Regions from separate parts of the Mus musculus genome. Here region 2 is linked to region 1. The links are chromatin contacts, called in public Hi-C maps. All regions are on one chromosome and are shown on one strand. The core of a region is the stretch at or near the end of the contact, and the rest is flanking DNA. Distances in the headings are between cores, read along the strand shown. Region 1 has its middle 37 kb from the start of Gm24696. Region 2 has its middle 48 kb from the start of Gm29904.

Evidence for each region. Hi-C and Micro-C count contacts between places; a contact is called where the count stands out from the background.
Region 2: a contact with region 1 is called in a Hi-C map of pancreatic cancer cells, with 2.6 times the contacts expected there. The contact joins two enhancer-like sites. A contact is called at or near these places in 1 of 15 datasets of contacts at CTCF or cohesin (the NIH/3T3 cell line), 3 of 484 Hi-C or Micro-C datasets (myocytes, pancreatic cancer cells and uterus) and 1 of 115 datasets of contacts at active chromatin or transcription factors (CD8 T cells).

The regions. Positions count from the first base shown.
Region 1 is chr15:61,391,093-61,398,494 of GRCm38.p6, forward strand. No RefSeq gene overlaps it. Among named protein-coding and RNA genes, the nearest start is that of Gm24696, 37 kb to the left of the region's middle. Within about 2 kb of position 4,644, at least 51 of the 459 cell types and tissues checked have an H3K27ac peak or open chromatin away from gene starts, as enhancers often do. A contact at or near this core is called in pancreatic cancer cells, where this site is marked.
Region 2 is chr15:61,237,142-61,244,543 of GRCm38.p6, forward strand. No RefSeq gene overlaps it. Among named protein-coding and RNA genes, the nearest start is that of Gm29904, 48 kb to the right of the region's middle. Within about 2 kb of position 4,815, at least 51 of the 459 cell types and tissues checked have an H3K27ac peak or open chromatin away from gene starts, as enhancers often do. A contact at or near this core is called in pancreatic cancer cells, where this site is marked.

The DNA.
Region 1 (7,402 bases), core at 3,394-5,893:
AGGGTTCCCACATCACTCTTCTTTCTACAAGGATGTGTCTCCTCCATCTTCATGGAAACATTTTTCCATTTGTAGATAGCATGCTATTTGTGGGATCTCAAAGAAACACCATGGCAACTCTTAGGATTCGCCTTTCTGATGTTTCCCTCTACAGATTTGACTACCTATACTTCTTCCCCAGAGACACAGAAACACAGCGTGCTCACCAGAACCTTACCTTAATCTAACCATTCATAGTGTTTCCAGGTACAAAACCAGAATGAGGGCTTGGGTATTAGCCCATTTATTTACCTCCTCTAGGGGAAGCAAAGTCCTTACTTCCTGTTGTTCTGTGTTGTAAATTGACTATATATATACATATATATGTATGTATATATATATATTCTCTTCTTACTGCCAGTACATATTTTTTTATAGCACAGACTAGTAATCATGCTGTCTTAAGGGAACAAAGGCACATTTTAATACAATATTTACAATTTGTTCCAATTGTGAAAAAAGCAAACAAATTATGGGAATATCTGAAAACATACATATAAAATGTTAACAATTATTTTTCAGCAGCTACTATAAATGTTTTGGTTTTTCTTCATTTAATGCATAGTTAGAGATGTCTCTCACTTAGGTAGCATGAAAAGGAAATCTTCATAGGAAATTTTGTGTTAAAATACACATTTAAAGGGAAGTTAGCCCTAAAATAGAATCCGTGCCTTTATATGCATCATCGGAGAATGATGCCAGTCAGAACAGGGATCATGCACGAGAGACTTCATAGAACGACTGGGGAACCAGTGAGGAGTTATGGCTATTTTTTTGAAAATATTTTTTCTTTTCCTAAAATTGATTTTTTTTCTTGTTTTACCTTAAGAGTTTCTTAATGGCCTTTCCAAATTCAAGCAATGCCTCCACGTCACAAAGGGTTCTGCCTATATTTGTTTTAGAACTATTTCTATCTACATACTAAACTACTAATCATTTACTGCAATTTTTTTAAATGTCCATCCATATCTCCAGCTTGGGATAGTTCTGGGGGAAAGAAAAGAAGCTCAACATTTTCAGTATAAATCAAGAGATTCGTCTTTTCATATTTTTCTTTCACTTGACCTTCAAAATATCCCTTAGAGTACTTTGAAATCACATAGCAAATTCATACTAAAACTCATAAGGTAGAAAACTTTACACTAAGGTGTGAAATTACTATATACTGCATTGGGAAACTAAGCTTGATATTCCAGAAAATTTCCCAATGTATTGCGAGATTGTATTAAGCATAGGTAGATAAAATTACATACTCTTTTTAATCTTTCCTCCCCAGTCTTACTAAACTTGTATAAATTTATACTAATTATAAATATAAATAGAGTTCTAACTTCTTAGACCACATATCTGAGTATTTTTCCATTGTTTCTGTAACAATTTCAAGTTGTGATCTTGACTGCTGAGCATGTATTCATATTTTTACTTTTCATGACTTGAGGATTTCATACATGAATATTTAAACTGTTTGTACACACCCATTTTCCCTACCCACCTCAACCTTTCAAAGCTGGGATCCATGGATAAGAAAGAATATGTGGCATTTGGGTTTTTTTGAAGATCTGTGTTGCTCACTTAGTATAATAGCTCCAGTTTCCATCCATTACTTATAAATTTCATGTTTCTTTATACTAGAATGTAATTCCATTTTTTATATATTTTATAAAGATTTCATTGTTTATTCATTGGTTGATTGATATCTAGGCTGCTTTCATTCTATAATTCTGTAAATAAAGTCGCAATGAGTATAGTTGAGCAAATATCTCTGTAGTAGAATATTGAGTCCTTTGGGTATATAACAAGGAGGGGTATGTGTGGGTCATATAGTATAAATTTTTGGCATTTAGGAGATTCTCGACATTAATTTATAACATAATCACCCCACTTTGCCATTCTACCAACAGAGGATAAAGGTTCCCATTCTATATATTCTTTTCAAGATTGGTTGTCACTTACATTTTTAATCTTAGGCTCTGTGACTGAGATAAGGTAAAAACTGTAAAGTTAATTTCACTCTTCCTTTATCCCTGCTTACATTTTCATAGCTCATTCATTTACATGTATTAGTTCATTAAAAATATATTTGTTTTAAATGATTGTCTAAGCTGCTCAGTAATCCTTAATTCCTACTTTCTAAGTGCTCAGAATCAAGAAACGTTTGCAAACACTGAAGAGTGAGGACATTGTTAGAAGTAGCCACTGAGTGCTCTGGAAAGGAGGATAGAGGTGGATCTTAGAAGAATGTGAGAACTCAGTCATTGTGTGAAGAATAAGCAAGGGATAAGCAAATGAAATGAAATGAAAGAAAAAGGATTAATGTTTACAAATGCTATCCAAAACTGTTTGTAAATAAGAACAAAGAAGAGTAGATCTGGAAACCCATGCTCATGTAAATCTTCCTCCAATGAGAAAGACTGTACACTGGTGTGAAGGCAGGTGGGACAGCACATCCAGGCATCCTAGAGAGGATGCACACAGTAATGGAAGGTCTGGTTCCCAAACTAAAGATTGTGTTTTCCTTAGGCTTTCAGGAAACAAACGACAAGAAATTCCAGAATTGTACAGAGAGGAATGAGAACGTCTTATCCCTTTAAGAGGGACAAATTCACCCACAACCCCACGGGTATACTGAGAAGAAACAACTCATCAAAAGGGAGAAGAAGGTTACAATGTGATGTTCAACCCAAAATAAAACATCTATGTAGCATCCCTACTCCCAGGGCCATCCCTCCTCTGGTTCACGGACCATTGGTTGGGCAGAGGCAGTAAGACTATAAGTGCTGCAGGTGGTGGATTAAGGAACTGTGAGGGAACAGTGTTGTCTGAATACAACAGAGTAGATGACCATATAAACACACAGTAACTATGACAGTACATGCAAGGTCTGCAGGAGCCCGTTTCAAACAAAATCACAGTATGGAGAGTGTAGGAAAGCATGGAGTCTTTCCCTATCTAAAGAGCTATAGCCAGTTGGTGGTGGCTGGTGGCACATGTCTTTAATCCCAGCACTTGGGAGGCAGAGGCAGGCAGATTTCTGAGTTTTAGGCCAGCCTGGTCTACAGAGTGAGTTCCAGGACAGCCAGGGCTACACAGAGAAACCCTGTCTTGAAAAAAACCAAAAACCAAAAAAGAAAAAAGAAAAAAAGAGCTCTTGGTGACTGAAAGATCCTGGGAGAGGAAGAGTCAAGGTTTTAAGGGTATAGCTCCAGAGTAAGGCCACATGCCCAGGAATATATGTGCAGCACAATATACAGACTTCAGTTTTTCAAAAGACAAATACAGTGTTGGGTGGGTAGGGACTGGGGAATACATCTGGAATGAGATCACAGTATGAACATGATAATGGTCAAAATCCATTGCACACAATTCCTAGAGAACTCTCAGAAAAGAGAAGCATTCAGCTAACATTGGGAGAGTATCACGTGGGAATGCCTATTGTGTTCAGGAACAAGACGTCATTAGGACTGAGACTTCAATGCAGTGTGTTATACCGAGACACCAAGAACATGATGTTTTATGATCCTAGACACCAAAAATATGATGGCATAGTCTGTACTTGACCGGTAGCATTCTAATGAAGAACATCAAGGCAAGGCACATGAAGATGTCACATCATGTCTTGAAGAGTGACAGGAAAGTTTCAAAAAAAAAAAAAAAAAGATTACAAATAGCCTAAGTTTTAAATCAGCAATGGACTATTCAAAGGGGGGAGAGATTAGGGAGAAGAGTTAACAAGGACATAGACAGTGAAGGATGTGAACGCCTTCGGGAGACCCAGCATGGTTTAAGAGCAGAGGCAGTACATGGAAGGAAAGCTAGGCGGGTAAGTGCCAGGAACTCAAAAGCAGGCACAATATGCCTTCTTACTTCCTTCTTCCTGCACTATATAACTGTCCTTTCTCAGCTTCTTTTCACTGTAGCATGATGCAGAAAACTCAATGTTGCACGAAGCTCTCTGGCTTGATTTCTAGCAGTGCATACACTGGCCGTGGAGGTACCCACCTAAAATCTCAGAACTTGGGGAGTAAAGGCAAGATCAGATTTTCAGGGATACAGAGAAGATTTAAGGCCAACCTGGTCTACATGAGACTCTGATTATAAACTATAAAACTAAATTAAAAACTAAAGGGGGGAGGGGGCTAAGAGAAGAGAAAACCATACAGGGTAGCTTTCAGTCATTCGGATCACTTGGGGTGGCATACACCACACTGCAGATGAGCCAACGGATGTGCAAGGTCAGAACATAACCTTCTGTCAACACGTAGCCCGACACAGGGTCCCCAGCCCCCACAACATTAGCAAGAAAATAAGAACGCCTGCCCAGCTGTCTTGCTGGCTGTCACTGGGTAAATTATCTTTTATTAAGGATCTGTAATTGTTCTCCACTGAGCTGTGACCTAAATTTAGTAGTTCTGAGGAGTGAGACCCAGCCAACAGGATTTCCCTGAGAACACGATGAAGTTCCTGCATCAATTCAATTCATTAGCTAGAAAAAGAACAAGCGGCCAGTTCTTTCTTTTTTTTTTTCTTTCCCATTCTCCAGTGAGCCGTTTGTTTGTTTAGTTTGACCACATTTTTTTTTTCTTCTTGGATCCAGTCTGAGCCTCTGTAAGGACAGCACAGCTCATTCAAACACTTCCTGTCACATTAGCTCCCAAGGCAGAAACCAAGTAACACTATGTAAATCTTGCTGGTAAGACCCTCCATTTACTTCTTGGGGATTTTCAGCATAAGGAGAAGAAATGTCCTCAAGTAGTCAGGATGATTTGGGGTGAGGGGAAGAAAACTCAGCTTACTAGAATCACTAAAGCAACAGAAGAATAGACAGAGAAGGAGGGGAAAGGCAACACTGGTTAAAAGCTATCGTGAAAACTTTTGTGTAAGAAAGGTCATGAGAGGGACAGCCTCTACTAGAGACATTACTTCCAAAACCTGTTTTCATCATGACAATCTAATGAAGGCCAGAAAATAAAGTCACTCAATTTGGATACAGTTTCTAAAGATCTGTGCAAAATTTAGGGCCACATCTTCTTCCTCTAATCCCAGAGTTTTCCTTCAGTTCATCATTAACTTTTTGCCATGACAGTCTGGACTTGGGATCTGTCATGGATGTGCACCCTGTAAAGTCTCATGTATGGGTACCCACACATAAAAGAAAAAGAATATTCAATTTTAACAACATTCTTATTTGTTTTTCTTAACAATTCTTTTTTTTTTTTGCTGTTTTTTAATTAGGTATTTTCTTTATTTACATTTCAAATGTTATTCCCTTCCCTAGTTTCCCCTCCAAAAAAAACCCTATCCCCTCCCCCTGTTCACCAACCCACCCACTCCTGCTTCCTGGCCCTGGCATTTCCCTACACTGGGGCATAGAGCCTTCATGGGACCAAGGGCTTCTCCTCCTATTGATAACCGACTAGGCCATCCTCTGCTACATATGCATCTGGAGCCATGAGTTCCCCCATGTGTACTCTTTTGTTGGTGGTTTATTCTTTAACCCACCAATTTCCTTTTTCTGCCACCCTATCGGAAACTTCCTGATGACCAATATGTTACTGTAAAGATAGTTCATATACCTCTGCATGAATAAAGAAAAATGTCCCACGACATCCTTAGAAAACTTAATCTTGCTAGATATGTAATGTGGTCTGTAGAGTGTTTGCATAACATGTATGATGCCCTGCGTTCCATACCTAACACCACATAAAAACAGACATTCTGGCATGCACCAATAATCTCAGCACTCAGGAAGTGGAGATAGATTAGAAGTAGAGGCCAGTCTGAAATACATGAGAACGTTTTATTTAAAAAGGAAAGAGGTTTAGTGTTTTATTAAGAGGCTAAGATATCCATACCCTAACAGTAACTTAGTGACATTGTGCTGTCTCTGATTTCTCAGTAGTTTCATAGCAATGTAGTGAAGTTGGCTGAGCAGGTAACTTTATCTCTGTAACACTCTGAGTATACTAAGAGTAAAGCAGTTGAGGCTTTACGCTGTAGTCAATGGCAGACGATAGTATAAGTGCCAGAGTTCATTGCCTAGAGCATTTCTGAGTCTACTGTAATGATGTTCAAGTTTTCTTTTGAGATTCTGAAAGCCCAATGTCAAATGATGACTCAAGAGAGAACTTTGGCATCTGTGGCTGAAACTACTTAGAACAAAACATCACAATGTCTTGGAAGACAAGTCTGCCGAAGGTGATTCAGATTTAGTCTCATAGCAACTCAGAAATTTCATGGTTGGACAAAAGTAGATAAATTATTAATTTTAAGTTTCCAGTTTTAGAGAAAGCAACAGCCTATGGCAGAGTATACAGCCTATACTATGTACCACCACTGACAGCTTTTCTGAGCAGCTAATAAGTCATTATAGGTAGATGCAATTTTGAAACATAAAGTGCTTTAGAAACTATCATCATTTGATTGTCAAGAGTTAATGGTGGCTTTTTGCATTCAAGGTCACCAACCAACTTACCTTAACATGGCTAACAGCAGCCATAGACAGACATGAGAGGCACTCTTTCTACCCAATACACAGACAAACTAGCTCTAATATTACTCCCTTTATTTGTGGTGTGTGTGTGTGTGTGTGTGTGTGTGTGTGTGTGTGTGTGTGCACTCCTGCACTCCTATGGACATACACAAAGACTAGAGAAGAATAGTGAATGTCCCATTATAGAATCACTCTTTGAATTCCAAGCTGAAATGTATTTTTTAGCTAAAATGCCTGGCCAATAAGCTCCTACTGGAACTCCCAATCTCTGTGTCTTACCCTCAGCTCTGGGATTCCAGAAATTTGTGGCCATTTCTGGCCAGTACGTGGATTCTAGTACCTGAACTCAGGCCTTGACTCTTGTCCTCTTACTCAGGTGTGATCACCCAAGAACATCTTCTCAATTATTTTTTAAAGAAGGAATATTGAGCTTGGACATATTTAGGGATTTTTCCCAAAGATAATATAGTACAGCTTCACTATGGACTAAAAGCTAGGTCATCTCACTACAAAGCAAGATTCACAAACTCACAAGACTTTCTATATGTTGTCAGGTGGTAGAGTAAGCGAATTAGATGAGGAGAAACACAAAGTCAACTGATTCAGTTGGGAGAGGGGAAACCAGATGCCGACTAAAGACAGCAAGGTTCAGTCAAAATAACGTAACCAACTGTTGCTTTGCAATACCAAGTGTAGTCTTTCCCAAACCTCCTTAAAAATAAATGAAAATAGGATGTACTTTTATGTGAATTGGCACAATTTTAAAACATTAGTAATTGATTCAAATGTTCTTCTGTTTTCTTTGGATCCCTACAATATTAGTAGTCCTGTTTGGCCACGATTTCCTTCTTGCCAGTTCAAACTGAGTTATAG
Region 2 (7,402 bases), core at 3,565-6,064, 150 kb before region 1:
TTCCTTCGTTTGATGCCCGGTGAGCCCCCACCTACTTATAATGTCAGGCTCTACTTATACCTCACCCTGCTTGCCTCTCAACTTGGCAATGACAGTGAACACCAGATGAATTGTCAGGTGATGAAAGTGGCAAATATCTTACTTCCATGCTTCAGAGCATTGCCTATTTCTGTGGCTTTATCTTAAACACATACATACACACTAAAACAAACACAAAATTCTAGTGAAAATATCTTCCGGGCTGAGTATGAGATGATATTTGTATCTAAACAACACCAAAATGTCCCGGAGTAAGTGTGTTTCCTAGATTCTGAGTGATATCAGAAAGCCTTTTATTACTAGCAGATGTAATATGCTTTGGGATCCTATGGGCCTGGGCTTAAACTGGAACTATTATCACTTAGAAATTCCAGGGCTAGCAGGGCAGTGGTGGCGCGCACCTTTAATCCCAGCACTTGGAAGGCAGAGGCAGGCAGATTTCTGAGTTCAAAATCTGGTCTACAGAGTGAGTTCCAGGACAGCTAGGGATATACAAAGAAATCCTGTCTCAAAAAAAAAAAAAAAAAAAAAAAAAGAAAGAGAGAGAGAAAGAAATTCCAGTGCTTAGAAAAGATTTTAAAAGAGTGTATCCAGAAATGGTTCTTTTAGATTTTAAAGTATGAATTTAATTCCCTGAGGTTGCTTGTAGCTACCCAATTGCAGTCCCATAATAAAGGTTTGCTAAAGGAATTATTACGTTGGAACTGAATGAGGGAAGTCACCTGGCATGGTGTGTGGCAGAGAATATATGTTCCATGAATAATACTTATTACTATCATCTACATTACTTATATGAGTCACTGTGTGCTGCTATAACAAATAGATATTTTGAAAACTAGGTAAAATATAGCACCAAAAGTTGTGAGGGATAGAAAATACAAGATTAAGATACAAGCAAATTCAAAATCTATTAAGGAATAGTCTGTGCTTCCAAGAGAACACCTTGTTGCTTCTATGTTGCCTCTCAACACCATGTCCTCATAAAGCAAGAGGCATAGGGGCAAAAAGGATCAGATCTCATTCCAATTAACTTTGTCATAGAACTCTAGAGTGATTACTCTCTGCATTGGGGATTAAGTGCTTACATATGTGTGGGGCCGTGAAACGTAGCCTATTTTGGTTGAACAAGGCTTGTTCCAGCAATCCAGTAGAAAACTCTACAAGGGATGGAACAGCGAGCGAGCCACATTCCCAGAGACAGGTGCCTGACACCACAGAGCTCCCAGCTCCATAATTCTGTGACTACAAGTCACACAGAAAATGTCCCAAACTTCTGGCATTCTGGCTAGACTCCACCCTCACAGTTACCTGACTATAGCCAGGTGTGGTCCTCCCCACAGTTACCTGATAGCCCAGCCCACTATAAAAGGGGCTGCTTAGCCGGGCATGGTGGCGCACGCCTTTAATCCCAGCACAGGCGGATTTCTGAGTTCGAGGCCAGCCTGGTCTACAAAGTGAGCTCCAGGACAGCCAGCGCTATACAGAGAAACCCTGTCTCGAAAAAACCAAAAAAAAAAAAAAAAAAAAAAAAAAAAAAAAAAAAAAAAGGGGGGGGGGCTGCTTGGCCCCTCCTCTCTTTCTTTCTTTAGCTCTTACCTTTCTTACTCTCCTCTCTCCCCTCCTCTCCACGTGGCCATGGCCGGCCGGCCTCTCTATCTCTCTGTCTTTGTACCTTCTCTCCTTCTCTCTTGCTTTCTACAATAAAGCTCCCAAACAATAGACTGTCTCTGCTCATCAAGGCTGCAGTGCTTGAATGATGAGATAGGTTTTTCTCTAAAGAGCCACGTTTAACCTCCCGCCAGAAGTCCTTCCCGTGCTCAAGCCAGTGGGCCGGACCAAGGACTCTAGCCCACGTGGGAACCACCCAGTTCTCCCTCTCCCCCTTCCCTCTCCTCCCTTCGGCCCTGGGGCTGACTGAGCCGCCCCCCCCCCGCCCCCCCATTTGTTCTCAGCTCTTCCATGGTGTCCCGTGGTGTGTGAGATGCCTGAGACTGAGAACCAGTTACCTTGGACTGCCACTTGTCCACCCTCCGCTGATCTGGGGTCCAGTGGCTTCCCACAGCCAGACACCCACCCGGGGCCGTATAGAAAGCAAGCAGCAGTCTTCTGAGTCGGCCTGCCCAGAGCACCATAACTCTGGCAAGATGCGGGTTTTCTCCCACTCCCTTTATTCCACTGGTGCCCACTGCCCCGCACATAAGCTTTGTGGAAGTACAGATAGTCAAGCGAAAGCAGTATGTTTTTATGCCTGTATCTCTCCAGGTCTCTTCCTTGAGTTTCCTTGCCCTTTGGTTACATGTTTATTTTTCATTTTTTTAAAGCGTGGTAAAGAGCCTAGGCCCCAAGGCTGGATCAGCTGAAACTTAATCCTGAAGTCAGAAGCACCGCCTTGGGTAGTTATTTCCTCTTCTCCACCTCCAAATCCTCACATGCGTAATGACGGCAACTGTATGTACTTCACCCAGTTCAGAGGACTAAATGGGCTTAGGCTTAAAACAATGCCTAATGGCAACCCAGAGCCTGACAGAATTTCTGCTTGCTAATTATTATGAGAGTCTGTCTAGCGTGGCCCTTTGGAAGCCCAGACACATGAATGATTGCTCCAGAGGCACTCTCCCTGGCTGACGCGTTAATTATTGCATTTACCTGTAAAAACCCTGTGTTGTGGAGTTGGCATGAGATGAAATCCTTTTTTTTTTTAATATAAAGTTGTAAATCTTGTGCCTGAGCTCTCTTCCCATCCGTTTCTTCTCAGTTTACAGGTGAGAAAAACACGGAGTTGGAGTCTTCGCTCCAGATGCCTTCACGTTCTGCGTGCCACTGATTTTCACTCACTCATCAAACAGACATTTAGAAAGACAGTAGAAAAAAAAAAGGATATTGAAAAGGTAAAACATGATCCTAGGCTACTGCTTTGACTGGGTCTTGGGGGCTGAAGGATAAAATCACATTCTGCTAGGCTGTCACCTGATCAAGTAAAAAAAAAAAAGATCGTGATGATCTGAGATAACCATCTGCTTTCGTTCTTTGTCTAGTGTGGGCACAAACAGTAATGGGGCCACTGTTAGAAGGCAAATAAAAAGCTCATCCAAGTGTGTTTCGTGTATCTTTGCATCCTGGGCCCTGCAGGGACCCTGCTGCTCTTTGTCACATCTGTTTCTGTATTGTGAGTCACTCCCCATGTCTGAGACTCAGTTTCCTCACATGTTAGAAAAAAGGATTGGAATGAGTTAGGCTCTAAATCCTCTTCCCATCCCCACATTCCAGGAAGTTAACTGAATAAATGCTAAATTGGTAGTCTGCACAAGTGTTTCCTTTCTTATGCCCACAGCCTGAAGAGTCTGTGCTGCCAAAATTCTTTTCATACAATGCATCTCTCTGAGTGGCACATGGGTAACTGTTAAACATGACTGTAATGTGAGAATGTGCATTAAATTAGTGTAAAAACTCTATGCTTCACAATTTCCAGATGCCAGAATCTAGTAATGTTGTCATTTTTCTTTTTCTCTGTTCAGATGTTCACACAAATGGGAGGCAAATGACTACAGGAAGCCACCTTCTAAAAATGCATTCCTTTGCTTCTACCAGTTTCTTCCTGAAGATTGAAATCTTCTGTGAGAGCCCATCAGAGTGCCTTTTAGACTGTCGGAGCATAGTGACAATGCCTCCCCCCTGCATTGCCTAAAATTCTGGCTCTTATATGACTTTGAAAGTAAAGACAGCCTGGTGGTAGCTAGAACACCCAAATTAACTCTATTAAACCCCGAACTGTTCAAGTTTCAAGTAATCAGTTCCAGTTGGTACACATTCAGTTCCAGCCATGGGCATCTGAAGAGCAAACTGACTCGGTAGCAATTGTTGCTGGGGAAGTTTAGGTCCCAATCAACATAAAATGTGCCTAAGCACTAAAGTTGAATGTTGATCAGACTTTCCTTTGTCTACTTGATATCAAATAAGATACCTAAGGGCTGTTTTATTATCAGAACAGAGGAGTAATTCAGACAATTTAAATAAGAGATTAAGTATCCTTTGTATTTACACACAAGGACATTACCAAGCCATGATAGCAAAGCTATAAATTATTTCACTTTTAAAATCATTGTTGCTTTAGTTAATCTTTTTATTAAAGTGATAACAATTGCTTCTGTCACATTTATTTAGAAGTAACTATGCTCTTTCTTTGAAATTTGCTCATGTGTCTGGGATGGGGAACACAAGAGCCATGATTCATATTGTGCTTGACCCATGCATAAAATTATATGGCAACCTATGGAGGTGTGCAGAGAGGCAGCCTTGCCCAAGTTGGCGTGTGAGCATAAAATGAACAGAGATGAGAATAAACACATAATGCATGTGTATGTAGACATGCTTTACATTCAGTTCTTATGAGAGCCAATGAATTGTAGCATGGATAGTGAAACTGAGGCTCCAAGAGTTTAAACCATGTGCTGTATGAAGCAGGATATAGTCTTTCTGCAACCAGTCACACACATGTTCCAATTTTTACCTTATAAAGTACATTTCTCCCATTAACAGTGTGGGAAATGGCAGTCCAAGTGGAGGTATAGAGACCCAGTTTCTTCTATTGTCCTTATGGTACCAATGTCTTCTGTTGCCTCAGAGATCTGAAATAGGTCTTTGTCTAAGGAAGACACTGATAGAAAAAAATAGGAGCCTGAAAAGTCATTTGAAGAATGTTGGGCATGGCCAGACTAGAAATTACTCATATCACTTCTTGCCCACATTCCACTGACCACATTCAGTCACTTATATGGACTCATCCCATGGTGAAATGGATCTGGCAAAGAGGCGCAGTAGACTTGTGAGGAAGAGGAAATGAGTCTATTGAACACAGGTCATTGTCTCCTTCCCTTGACAGCAGAGGTACTAAGAAGAACAAGGTCCATCCTCTGTAGATCCAAATTCTGTGCTTTCTTTGCCTGTTCTAAATAGAGTTGCAGAATCACACTCAAAATGACCCAGACTGACAGATGCACATAGGCATGCTTGAAGTTAAAAAAGGACATGGGAATGCAATTTCAACAATCTTGAAAGATCTCGGCTACACTTTATTCAGCTGAAATTTCACGATCTCATTCATGTTTATCTCAGACATGACCTAAGAGTGCCTGGAGATATTTGGTCTGCCTGTGTTTATAACACAATGAACAATCTTGTAAATGCTCTTTCCCTGCCCAATTTCCCCCCTGTCTACAGTCTGCTTTTTGAGATTTTAACTATTTCCTTTGTGTCAACTACAAACACTGTGAAGCTGACTTCCTTGTGTGTGTATAGTTTCATCATTTCCTACATCCTCTTTTCTGAGATGTAGGGCTGATAGCTCAGCAGCTACTGTGCATTGTCTCAGTGCCCATATGTTCTTATCATCAATGTAAATAGCACTGCAGCTTATGTTTATTCTCACTAAACATGTACATCCTTACATTTTAATGTTTTATTTTATGATACACACAAATACACACACACATATACACATATATACAAACACATATAAATACACACACATATATGTATGTGTGTATATATATATACATATACATACATATATATATATACACACACACGTGTGTGTGTGTTGGACAGCATGGTATACTAGTATATGTACATTGTACATAGTACGTGGTAAACTGATTAATATATATCACTGCATCACCTCATATATACTGAGAATATTGAAAACTTACTTTATTCACAATTTTTAATACTTAATGTTATTAACTCAAACTGCATTGTTATATAACAGATTCCCTGAATGTATTTATGACATACAAACCTACTTTTACAAACTTTGTAAAACCTTACTACTCCTCCCTTACCCTCTGGCCACTCACATTCTTTTCTCCAGTTCACATCTAACTATTGTGATATGAGGAAATTGCACTATGGTTCCCAACTCCAAAGACATATCCCAAGGCACCATAGCTTCTTCATCATGATGGACAGTATTTCATGAAATCTTTTGCCTGTACATTGTTTCCATCAGCTATCTCATGAGAATGATTAAAAAAAGAAGATAATATGGAAAAGTAGCAGAGAAATGACTTTCATAAACTTGGCTAGAGACATGCTAGGTGGGCCTTTGGAACTGATTTGTAGGAGAGATATTCAAAAGGCTGGCACTGAGGTCTAGAGAAGACTTAGACTGTTGTAAGTTGAATTCAAGTGACAAAGAACCTGACCATGGCCTGAAATTTTGAATGAAGCTGATACATATATATACATATACATATGTATATGTATGTTATATATATATAAACATGTGTGTGTGTGTGTGTGTGTGTGTGTGTGTGTGTGTGTGTGTGTCTGTGTATGTATCACTCACATGATGGAGAAAATTTCAAGATTGAAAAGACTGAATAATATACAGGATGTGCTATGAATACCATTTAACATGGCTTTATGTATATTTGTTACAGGGATGGGAGAGAGAGAGAGAGAGAGAGAGAGAGAGAGAGAGAGAGAGAGAGAGAGAGAGAGAGGGAGAGAGAGAGAGAGAGAGAGAGAGAGAGAGAGAGAGAGAGAGAGAGAGAGAGAGAGAGAGAGATTGTACATTTTAAAGGAAAGGCACACAGGTGTATTTGAATTAGATGGCAGGGCTGACAAAGCAGCCGTACCTATTGAAGACCTTAGTGCCCTCACAAAGTACCCAGTTTGACCAGGGCAGTAGGAAAGATAGCTTGAAGCAAATTCTCCACCCTGTGAAGCTATAGTGTCTAAAATGTAAATACATTTGAATACTTTTCATTTAAAAATACAACCACAGAATATCAAAGAATATAGAGTGCCTAGGTCACTTTACTAAAGCAAACTCATCTGGAAAAACATTTTTTTCAAGTCAGGCCCTGACACAAAAACCACTACAGCTTTGAAGGGGCAACCCATCTGCTTTCAAGTTTGCAATAGGACTCTGTCATCTTTATGATACTGCATTTGGAGGCATGGAGGGTGTCAGCATGAAAGTGTTATGAAGACTTACGGCAAGGCTTAAGAATATAACCATCTTAGGCCAAGCAATGTGGACCAGAGAGCATCCTTCAGACAGACTCCAAGGCAAATGTGTAGAGCTCTACAGGTGATGCCTAAGATGGAATGAAGACCCCGGGATACTGATGATACTAAGAATGTGGGTCATCTACACAGCATTCTTGGAGAGAAGTAATGAAATCTTGACTCAACCAAGAATATCACCAAAGTCTAACTTGCTGAACTTGTCTTTTTATTGTGATCATTTATAAGACTATTGCTGAGGCATTACTAACAGGCACACAAATGTCTCAAGGGTAGCTACATCACCAAAGACCACACCAGCATGTTGACAATTCATGACATCTGGACATACACA